3 separate regions of the Mus musculus genome follow, and all the other regions are linked to region 1. Evidence: chromatin contacts called from public promoter capture Hi-C data. All regions are on one chromosome and are shown on one strand. The core of a region is the stretch at or near the end of the contact, and the rest is flanking DNA. Distances in the headings are between cores, read along the strand shown. Region 1 holds the start of Olfml2b (olfactomedin-like 2B). Region 2 overlaps Uap1 (UDP-N-acetylglucosamine pyrophosphorylase 1). Region 3 overlaps Uhmk1 (U2AF homology motif (UHM) kinase 1).

Region 1 (3,229 bases), core at 532-3,031:
CGATTTAAGGGTCAGTATGAGGTTATGGGTGGGCATAGGGCATATGTTAGCATAATTATTAAAAGAAGAAACCAGCGTTTGATCAACCCCAAAGTAGGGCTGACAGCTCTCTCTACGGAGAGAGAAGACCCAGACTGAGGGCCTGGAGGAGGTACAGGCAACGCACTCAGCATCCTTCCTCGGACAGTATCCATCCCAAGGACCAAGGAGACGCCCACTGTACACCAGCATGCCAGCTTTGGAAAGCAGGAGTGCCACATAAGTGTGAGAAGCGTCCCTTACAGTCCTGAGAAGCAGGCTGGAGCATGCTGGAAGCCAGGCTCTCCCTCTTTCCCTTTTAGCTTCTGCTCTTCATCTCTGAGAGGGCTGGTAATCAGGGTGTTCTGAGGACTGAGTTAGTTCATAAACGGACACACTACAGCACGAATCACCATCCTGGGTCGCTTGGCCCCCTCTGGGAATCAGCCACAACTGTGTGGCTCGGCACTGACACTCCACTCCAGGTACACCAGGTCTTAACATAAATCCCTCTGTTTTGGAGTCCCCCTCATAAGCATCACACATGTAGCACATCACACACTCTGTCTTCACCAAGTGCTTCTGTCCGAGTGTCTCCTCTGAAGCCATAAACCACCTCCCATGGCTTATACCTATCCCATCTGCCTCCTTTCCAACTTGTCCTCCTGTTTACACATTCCAATTCTGACAGGCAGTCTCATAGGCAAGAGGGACTTTTCACAACCATTACATCACACACACACACACACACACACACACACACACACACACACACACACACACACACACACACCCCTTTCTTCTCAGTGGTATTTTCCTTTCCTCTCCTTTCTCCTGACTTGGTAAGCCTGAAACACTCCACAGTTGTGACCCATGCCCTTACTTTTTAACACAGTACTTTAACACAACCCAACAAAACTAAAGTCAGGGCTGTAGAATCTCCACTCTTAGTGCAGGTAAGAGGGACCAGAAGTTCAAGACTAGCCTCAGCTATAAAGTGAGCTGGAAGCCAGCCTGGTCTACGAGAAAGCCTGTCCAACACCAAACGAGCAATATAGTGTGATAAACTAAAAGTGAACATCCACTTCACTAAAAATACAGAGAAAAACAGCTGCTCATAAATCTTTCATCCAGGACCAGCCTCAGGTCCTTGAGGTCCCCCAAGGCAAGAGGGGTGGGCACGCGATTCCTCATCCTACCTGAGATAAAACGTTCTCCTGGTTGTCCGCCTCGTTTTGCAGAATGTCATCTTCCGTGGGCTCCACTGTTTGCACATCAGGGGGCTCGCTTGTCCCTGTGGGAGGTGTAGTGGACCCCCAGACCTGTGCCACCACCAGAGCAAAGCAGAGAACCAATGGCAGGGGATAGGCCATGAGAGATGCGACAGTAGGGACTTTAGTCCCTACAGAGACCACCTTGGGTCGGAGGTCTCAGCAAAGACAGGCTGGAAGGCGGCTTCACTGGAGTCCGGAAGAGTAGATGTTCAGAGAACCGTCTAACGTCTAAAGCTGGGTGTGGCTGAGTGGAGCAGGACTGTGCTCCCCAGAGACCCTGAACATCTCCTCCCAGACCCCAGCAGCTTAGACTGTGCAGAGAGGACACAAGAAAGAGGTGACTGAGGGAGCAGAGGAGGGCGCCGGCTCGACGAGGGCAAGCCGCAGCAGCGTGAGCTCAGGTGGAAGGCTAGCGCCGGGAAACTCGGGACACCCGGAGACTGGGCGCAAGATGGACAGTGGCCACAGCGCAGGAGGCAAGGGAGGGCTGCTGGCCCAGGGCGCCGCGGGGCTGGCGCGGAGGGAGGGCGGAGCCTCTATTGTGCCGGGCAGAAAGATGCAGCCAGTGACGGCCCGGAGGAGGAGGACCGGGAAGCGCACAGACTTGGGCGCTGCGCCCGGGGACCCCGCCTCCTCTAGGGTTCAGCCACTGCGCTTAAGCGGGCGCCGGCTGGCGTGGGAAGGGCGCTGCTGGCCTTGCATCTGATTGTAAATGGTCATCCGAGAGGGACTCCGTGTGCCTTTTCTCGAGTTTTCTTCACGCCCGAGCTCCGGGGGAGCCCTGACTTGCTCCCTGGACTGCAACCGGGACAGCGGAGAAACACGACCTCTTCTCTTGAAGTGTTTTATTGTTGTTGGTTTTTGTTTTGTTTTGTTTTGTTTTCCGGAACTTGACTCCATCTGGAGTACGGGAAGCTTTGAACTTACGAACAATTGTAATCTTCATGTCTGCTACAACCCTAGAACCTGATAATACCCCCACCCAGAGGATGCATCTTGAACCTCTGACAGAATGTGGAGGGAGTTGGATACATTTTTAAAATATGGAGAGTGGCTACAGGTCTCTGCTGTCTCTGCTGTTCTGTTTGTCCTAGTGACTTCCCAGAATCAAACGCCTACCACAGGGAATGTCTCTTGCAGTCTCCGTGGTTTGGGACAAATGGACAGGCCTCTCTATCTGGCCAGATAATCTCTAAAGGGTATATACATGTAATGGTGCGGTCCTCTTTTGGGCTCTTTAATTAGTGACCCTGAATATGCCTACTATGAAGATTAACAATGTGTCACTTTTGGAAAGAGCATTAAGTCTTCTGGGACAATTGCCACTCTGAAATACTCAGCAGAGTCAGGTCGATTCTGAGGGGCTCTAGCAGAGCTGAGCATGGCAGGCATGGCTCTGGCAGGCCTTGCCTTCTCCTAGCCCATCTTCCTTGTTAAAAACCGTTCCATTACATTCCTAAAGCCAGCCACCAAGATCTAGTCCCCCTTTTGGCCGACTCCTGCCCCCTGAGGCTATTAAGGGCCCCTCCCTTTGGCTGCCCTAATTAATCTGTACAATCAAAAATAAACCCCTCATCTAAACAGGGGACTTCCCCTTTACCTTTATAAACTGTCATTTGCCTATGTGCCACATCTGCCTCCTCTCTATCCAGAGGCAGTGTTCCTTTCCCCTTCTCCTTCATTCTCTATCACCTGACTTGTATTCCCTGCCCTTTGTTCCTTGGGGGCAAATAAATCTCCTTTGGGCTGAGAACTTGGTCTTGGGATGTCTTGTGCTGGATGCATATCAATCCCTTCAAATGCAAAGACCTAAAAGATATTCTACCCCCTAGAGAAATCTGAATACTTTGTTCCTAATGCTAAGCAAAGAGGTTGGGATAATGAAAGTAATAAATCAAGCAAAAGCAGACTCCAGCTTAGATATGATAGTTGATAGA
Region 2 (3,229 bases), core at 527-3,026, 500 kb after region 1:
CTCATTTTATTTGCACACTTTTTGGCTTTGTTTTTATTTTGAGAAAGGGTCTTGGTTTTCAGCCAAGTCTGGCCTGGAACTCTGTTTTCCTATGTATCTTCAAGTGCAGGGATTATAGCCACATACCACCATATATGGTTAGGCCACTGTTTTCATCATTGAGTTATTTAGATTCTAAAGTATATATCTTTTTGTTTTCCTTTATTAGCAGGCCATTTTATAGCTAGAACTAACACAGCCTCTCTCACCTGGTTAGTGGCAAGATTTTTTTTATTGTGGGTTTTATATTATTTTTGCTATTATTTTTATAGTTAAAGGTCAGCTGATGTTTTTGCTGCCCCCCCTCCCTTTTTAAAAAAGATTTATTTATTTGTTATATGTAAGTACACTGTAGCTAGCTGTCTTCAGACACCCCAGAAGAGGGCATCAGATCTCATGACAGATGGTTGCTGGGACTTGAACTCAGGACCTTCAGAGGAGCAGTCAATGCTCTTAACCACTAAGCCATCTCTCCAGCCTTTTTGCTGCCCTTTTAAAAGTTAGTAAATTTAGGGGCTGAAGAGATGGCTCAATGGTTAAGAGCACTGATTGATCTTTAAAAGAACCCAGGTTCAATTCTCAGCACCTACATGGCAGCTCACAACTATCTGTAACTCTAGTTTAGGAGATCTTACACACACACACACACACACACACACATACACACACACACACACACATACACACATATCCCAATAATAAATAAACATTTAAAAAATGAAATGGAAATATTTCATGTAAGACAGAGAAAAAGTAAGTTGGAGATACTTTGAAGAATAAAAGCAAGGATGTGGAGTCTTGACAAAAGTGACTTTTTTATTTTTCATCTTAATTTACTGTTAACTACTAAAACTTTCCTTGGTGATGGGATTAGGGGCCAGCTGGCTATTGGGCCATTTCATCAGTAAGCTGAGTGTCTAGGTTTGGTGATGACCGTCCTGTCTTCTCTTCTTCAGGGCCTCTGAATTTGCCTATTGAAGTCTGTTTTCTTAGTTCCTTCCTGTTTGGATTCAAGGACTATCACTTTGGGGCAGGAACAGACGTTACATATTCAGACCAGTTTTAGATTTGTTTCTTGGGTTCAAAACCATACTGTCATCATAGTGACTGAATCCTTCAGGGGATTAACTAACCTGGGCTCTGTGCGTCTTACCAATGTGCTAGGCCTTCATTTTCCATATTTGGTTTAGTCGGACTGAGCTTCTCCGGAGGGGTCAGAAGGTCCTTGTCATAAGAATATGGCAGACTATGTGGGGAGACCTTAGCTTCTTTTCTTGTCACTAGACTGTCATTTCCCTTTGGAATTGGTTTAGTCATTTCTCTAGCAAGCTCCCAAGCCTGCAGCTGCAGTTAGTATCCACACGACGCAGGAGAGACTAGTCATTCCTAACAGCCTACTGGGATTCAAGGCACAGCCATAAAAATTAAGAGATGTTGTCAGGCACTGTGAGACTATTCTGACATGTGGCATGCGTAATATTTATTCTTGGAGACAGGGATGTGCAGGCATCTAATACGTTTATCAGTGAACAGAAGCAGTCATGAAATGAGGAGGGGGGGAATGTTGGAGCTGGTGCTAAAACTTGGAGGGTGGGTATGGTGTCTTTAGTCAGAGGGGCTGTGATTGGGATAACTTGGACTATTCCCAAGACTGGTCTCCATTACTATATAGCGACTCATGAGTGAAGCAGCAGGCTGCGGGCATTGGAACAGAACATAGAGTGCCTTGAGTGGACTCAGGTGACCTACTTAGTAACACTGGCCTCTGACTGGCTTTAGGAGCCATTCTTGGAAGAGGAGAGACCATAGCTTGAGGCTACAAAGAGGCTGGGTTTTGTGTGTGCCATCTACTTGTTGCTAAGACTGTTTCTGTTTTTAAGAGAAGTTCGTGGTCAAGTGCTGGGAATACAGTCATGTTCCATCTGCCTGTCTCTCTCTCTCTCTCTCTCTCTCTCTCTCTCTCTCTCTCTCATCTTCCCTTCCTCCCTCCCTCCTTCTGCCCCTCCCTCCTTTCTTCCCTTCCTTCCTTTCTCTTTTAAAAAATCATTTTTTCAAATTATTTTATCTTTTAAAAATATTATTGTATCACTTTCCCCTTCTCTTTCCTCTCTTCAACCCCCTTTGGTTTCTGTCAAAATCATGGTCTCTTGTTGATGTAGGAATGTATGTATATATGTATGCATGTATTTATGTTTGTATCTGTATATATGCACATCTATGTAAATTTACACACACACAGGTGTAAGTACCTAAATCTGTAAATCAGCCTGCTCTGTCCTAGTCCCTTTAGTGTTACTTGTGTGTCTATAATTTTAGAGCAGCCTGCTCCGTCCTAGTCCCTTTAGTGTTATTTGTGTGTCTATAATTTTAGAGCTGACCACTTGGTATTGGATCACCAATTAGAGGGCTCATTCCTGGGAAGACTGTTTCTCCTGCTCCCAGCATTCCTTTGTTGCCTGTAATTCTTTGTCTGGGGGTGGAATCACGTGAGAGTTCTCCCTTCCATGTTAGCATGGCTACTGATGTTGTCCTTGTTCAGGCAGCCATATTGTTCAGGTGTCACGGGTGAAGCTTCCTTGTCATTTTCAGGAGACACAGTATCACAGTTTTCCTGATTCTCTGGAGTTTAAAGTCTGTCCGCTTCCTCTCTGAGATGTTCCCTGAGCCTTTGCTACAGGAGTTGTACATGCATTCATCGGGGCAGGGCACCCACATGCCCTTTTTCTCTGTGTTTTGACTAGTTGTTGCAAAGAGAGGTTGTTTGGGTTTTGTTTTTGTTTTTGAGAGAGAGATAAGAGCTATGCTAATCTTTTAGTATGAGGATGGATATTTAGAATATAGTTAGAAAGATGGCCAGCGTTGCCTCTCCTGAGTTCCATGACTTTACCAACCTTGGATGATTGACTAAACTGAGTTCCAGGTATGGTTGACCCCTGCTAAGTGGACTTTCAGTCCGATAAAGAGTGCCATTATTGTACCCTTAGATAGTCAGAGCTGGCCTTGAACTCACTATGTAGACAAGGAAGGCCTTGGACTTCTGGTCCTCCTGCCTCTGACTCCTGAGTTCCGGGGCTACAAACATCCAGCACCATGCATGATTGACGCAGTGCTGGGGATGGAACCCAGAGCCTCATGCCTGCTAGGCAAGCAGTCTACACACTGATCTGCATTCTGAATCTACTGTTGGCAA
Region 3 (3,229 bases), core at 328-2,827, 450 kb after region 1:
AAGAACATAGAATCAGGGCTGTGAAGTCCTAACTAAGCTTTCCTAAAACATAAATATTTACATGAGGAGCTGCTTCTGTGGTCATTAGTAGCAGGTCTCTACGTTTCTACTGATGACCACAAGATACAAGTGAATTCTTTTGAAGGGCAAGTATGGTTAGCACATGTTCCCATATCTCATAAAAAAGAGATCCTTGCAAATAAACTGCAGGTAGGCTGCCAAGCTTTACCGTGCAGTATGCTGCTAACACTGCTGTACTCACAGCATTCTGTGAACCTCATCCATGCAGATGTAGCTATGCACATGTGTAGAGTTGACACTGTAGACTTGTTACAGACGATGCTAGCCAGATTTTAAGGGAGCTGAGGAAGTAAATGAGTGAGCCCGAGTAATTACATTGAGATCATTGAATTAAATAGTTTATATTGAAGTCACAGACTTGAAGACAAAAGATAACCTGCTATGATTTAAACCATTGTGTGATAGCTCTTAGCCCATTTTACCAAAGAGGACAGCTGCAGATTCCTCCTCCTCTGATACTATCAGGACTTTCATTTTAATATCTTTCTTAAACTGGGACCAAATAATACTACAAAAGATGCAATTTTCACAATAAATATATGCACAGGGATTTTAATTCCTTGAAATTATTAAAATCCTAGAATTCTCTTACTAAGGGGTAAAGAAGTGAGCGCTCATGTTACTTAGTCCCTGTCTTTGGGGGCAAATTTTATCTCAGGTAGTTTTTCTCTCCCTATGTTAAGATTTGTGCTTCCTTCCTTCTCTCTTGCCTCCTTCGGTTCGTCTTTATTCTTCCAAAGCACTATACAGTGCACATTTTGTCCCTGATTAGGCACAGAAAGCGATTGCCCGAGGGAAAACTTGGGGTTCTTTTGAAGTATTTGGAGGAGGAGACTTGTAGCCATTATCAAAACTATAACTCTGTAGTTGGAAGAGAATAATAGTGCTGGGTACCCCAGAAAGGTACTGCCTGCATTTCACCATAAGTCTACATTTATTATGACTGGATACTCTTCTTCCTTTGTGACCATTGGCACAGCGTCTCCCTTTGGGAACTCTTCCTCTCTGCTAAACTGATCTAAATTTATGGCTGCTTTTAGAATCAAATGACTAACATAGTTCTACTCATCTGTCTCTGTTTTAATTGAGAGGAGTGTGGTCTTCTCGTCGTTATGTAGCTGCTGAAGATATGTTAACCTGCCAGCAACTGTGCTGCCACCCAGAGAAAGGTGCCGAAGTATGAGGGGCATAAGGCTTCCTTCTGTCTTAGTCTAGACTTTCCCTCAGGCAAGGCACCACTTAGAGGATAACGTAGAAGCAGGCTGAGGATCATGCTGTTTTATGGCTCTTCTGAATGTGGCAGGTGGCTGACAACTTGGCATCATTCTTGTTAGTTCTCCCGCCAGTTTATTAAGCAATTTTATTTTTAACAGTCGCTGAAAATGAGCATCATCGTGCCTACCTGGTGGGAATTATAGCAGTACAGTGGGAGGGGACGCACTGGTGACCATGCACTTTACCTAGACTCTCACCCAAAGGGTACGGGCTGGGCTCTTTGTTCAGGTTAGGGTACAGATCGTGATGTTTCATCTGTTGGATGATGTGTAGCTAAAGTTCTGGGCAAGTCAAATATTAAACCTCACCTGGCCGATGTCCCAGGGGAACTGCACTGTCGCCTTTCTCTTGGAATAACTTGGATTGATTCGTGTGAGTCCAGAATTTTCTTGGCATACTTTTTAAAAAAATGTATAAAATGATCCCAGTTTGACTTATTTCAGAATTACATGTTGATGGAAAGGCCAGTTATCTGTCACATCTGATTCTGGGATCTAGTTTCATTTATCAGGTTCTTTCTTCAGCACTTACTGATCCAGCTCTCTCTTTCTTGTAAGTTGTGGACACTTACACACCCGTCCTTGGTCACTTCTAGTTCAACAGAATCCCCATTTCTTGAGGTGCTCGGCAAGTTACCTTTCTTTGCCTAGGGTTTGGCACTCTTCACTTGGCGTTGCCTGTCTCCTCAAATACACACTGCTCTTGTTGAGGCTGTTGTGTGGAGCTCATCTGGTATGTTTAGATTCCTGGGAGGTTGGGTGTTCGAGACAGGGGTTCTCTGTGTAGCCTTGTCTGTCCTGGAACTAGATTTTAGATTCTTAATCATGGAGAAGCTTGGATATTTTAGTTTTTAGAGTGTCCCCATTTTTTTTAAGAATGAATTTTGATCCTTTCTCTACCTTATAACATAGGATGGATCATGATTTTTATCTTTGCCACCTCCCCCAGATGGTGGTCACCAGTGACTATTGCTTTACACTGTGACAAGCAGTTGGCAGGTACTAGGTATTGAAGAAGGTAAACAACTTAGAGTATTTTTGCTATGACTTTATAGGAGAAATGAGCTGTCAAAAGAAATATGTACAAGCCAGGGAGCATTTAGGATAGAAAGTTTTTGGAGACAGGGTTTTGCAGTGTAGCCTAGACAAGCCCCCAGCTCAGGATCTTCCTGCTTCAGCTTCCCAAGTGCTGCTTGTCACAGATGTGCACCATCTTGCCCAGCTCTGCTAGGAAGCTGTTCTATAGATGGTCATAGGTGTTTTTCAGGATATAAGACTAACACACAAGTTTACACACCTTTTGTTGTCCTGATAGTGTCTATAGCTCAGCGCGTTCCCTGATTCTTGTGCTGCTTACGGGAGTGATTGTTTTAAACATGCTGTTTTTGTGCCTTTCAGAGAGTCATAGTCATGGTAGCTGTGTTTGCTGGAGTTCATGGGAACCTCACTAAAGGATGGCCGGAGTGCTAGACTGGTAGCAGTCATGATAATGCCAAGAAAAAGTGGTGGCTCTTTTGAAGGCTCAGTGTGCTTTGTGAACTGAGTTCTTAGTGTTTAGTGGCAAGGCAGGCCCGCTTTTGCTTGCCTTACAAGGTCATTTCATCTCTGTTGTACAAAACACGGCTGCTCCTGCTCTACCTCTCTGTTAAAGCAAAGCAAGTCACATTCTTGAAGACTGGAATGCTTACTTTTTTGTTTGTTTCTTACTGAGAACCTTGTATAAGCAGCTACTACTGCCACCTTCAGCTCCTGATGATCTGTGAGCGGGTTCTAGCCATTCTTTAAGATCCTTGGTCAGACTCCCTTCCCTTCGCTCTGTCAGCCCCTCTTACTATTCCTGATATCAGACAGCATGCAGAAACATTGTGCGCATG

What was found. Promoter capture Hi-C pulls out the DNA fragments that hold promoters and counts their contacts.
Region 2: a promoter capture Hi-C map of stem cell-derived epiblast-like cells shows a contact between it and region 1, with 4 times the contacts expected there. The contact joins the enhancer-like site here to the promoter of Olfml2b in region 1. A contact is called at or near these places in 5 of 39 promoter capture datasets (the 3T3-L1 cell line, the C10 cell line, cranial neural crest and 2 more).
Region 3: a contact with region 1 is called in a promoter capture Hi-C map of liver. The contact joins the enhancer-like site here to the promoter of Olfml2b in region 1. A contact is called at or near these places in 8 of 39 promoter capture datasets (the 3T3-L1 cell line, cranial neural crest, embryonic stem cells and 4 more), 2 of 115 datasets of contacts at active chromatin or transcription factors (both in embryonic stem cells) and 1 of 9 other capture datasets (embryonic stem cells).

Annotation. Positions count from the first base shown.
Region 1 is chr1:170,643,084-170,646,312 of GRCm38.p6, reverse strand. Olfml2b (olfactomedin-like 2B) reads right to left here and starts at 1,781. Exons shown (of 8, transcript NM_177068.4): 1 at 1,218-1,781. The coding sequence starts at 1,391.
Region 2 is chr1:170,144,323-170,147,551 of GRCm38.p6, reverse strand. All of the region lies in intron 9 of Uap1 (UDP-N-acetylglucosamine pyrophosphorylase 1), which reads left to right. Among named protein-coding and RNA genes, the nearest start is that of Uap1, 29 kb to the left of the region's middle. Within about 2 kb of position 1,776, at least 26 of the 459 cell types and tissues checked have an H3K27ac peak or open chromatin away from gene starts, as enhancers often do.
Region 3 is chr1:170,194,814-170,198,042 of GRCm38.p6, reverse strand. Uhmk1 (U2AF homology motif (UHM) kinase 1) reads left to right here. Exons shown (of 8, transcript NM_010633.4): 8 at 1-3,229. Among named protein-coding and RNA genes, the nearest start is that of Uhmk1, 19 kb to the left of the region's middle. Within about 2 kb of position 1,577, at least 6 of the 459 cell types and tissues checked have an H3K27ac peak or open chromatin away from gene starts, as enhancers often do. A contact at or near this core is called in liver, where this site is marked.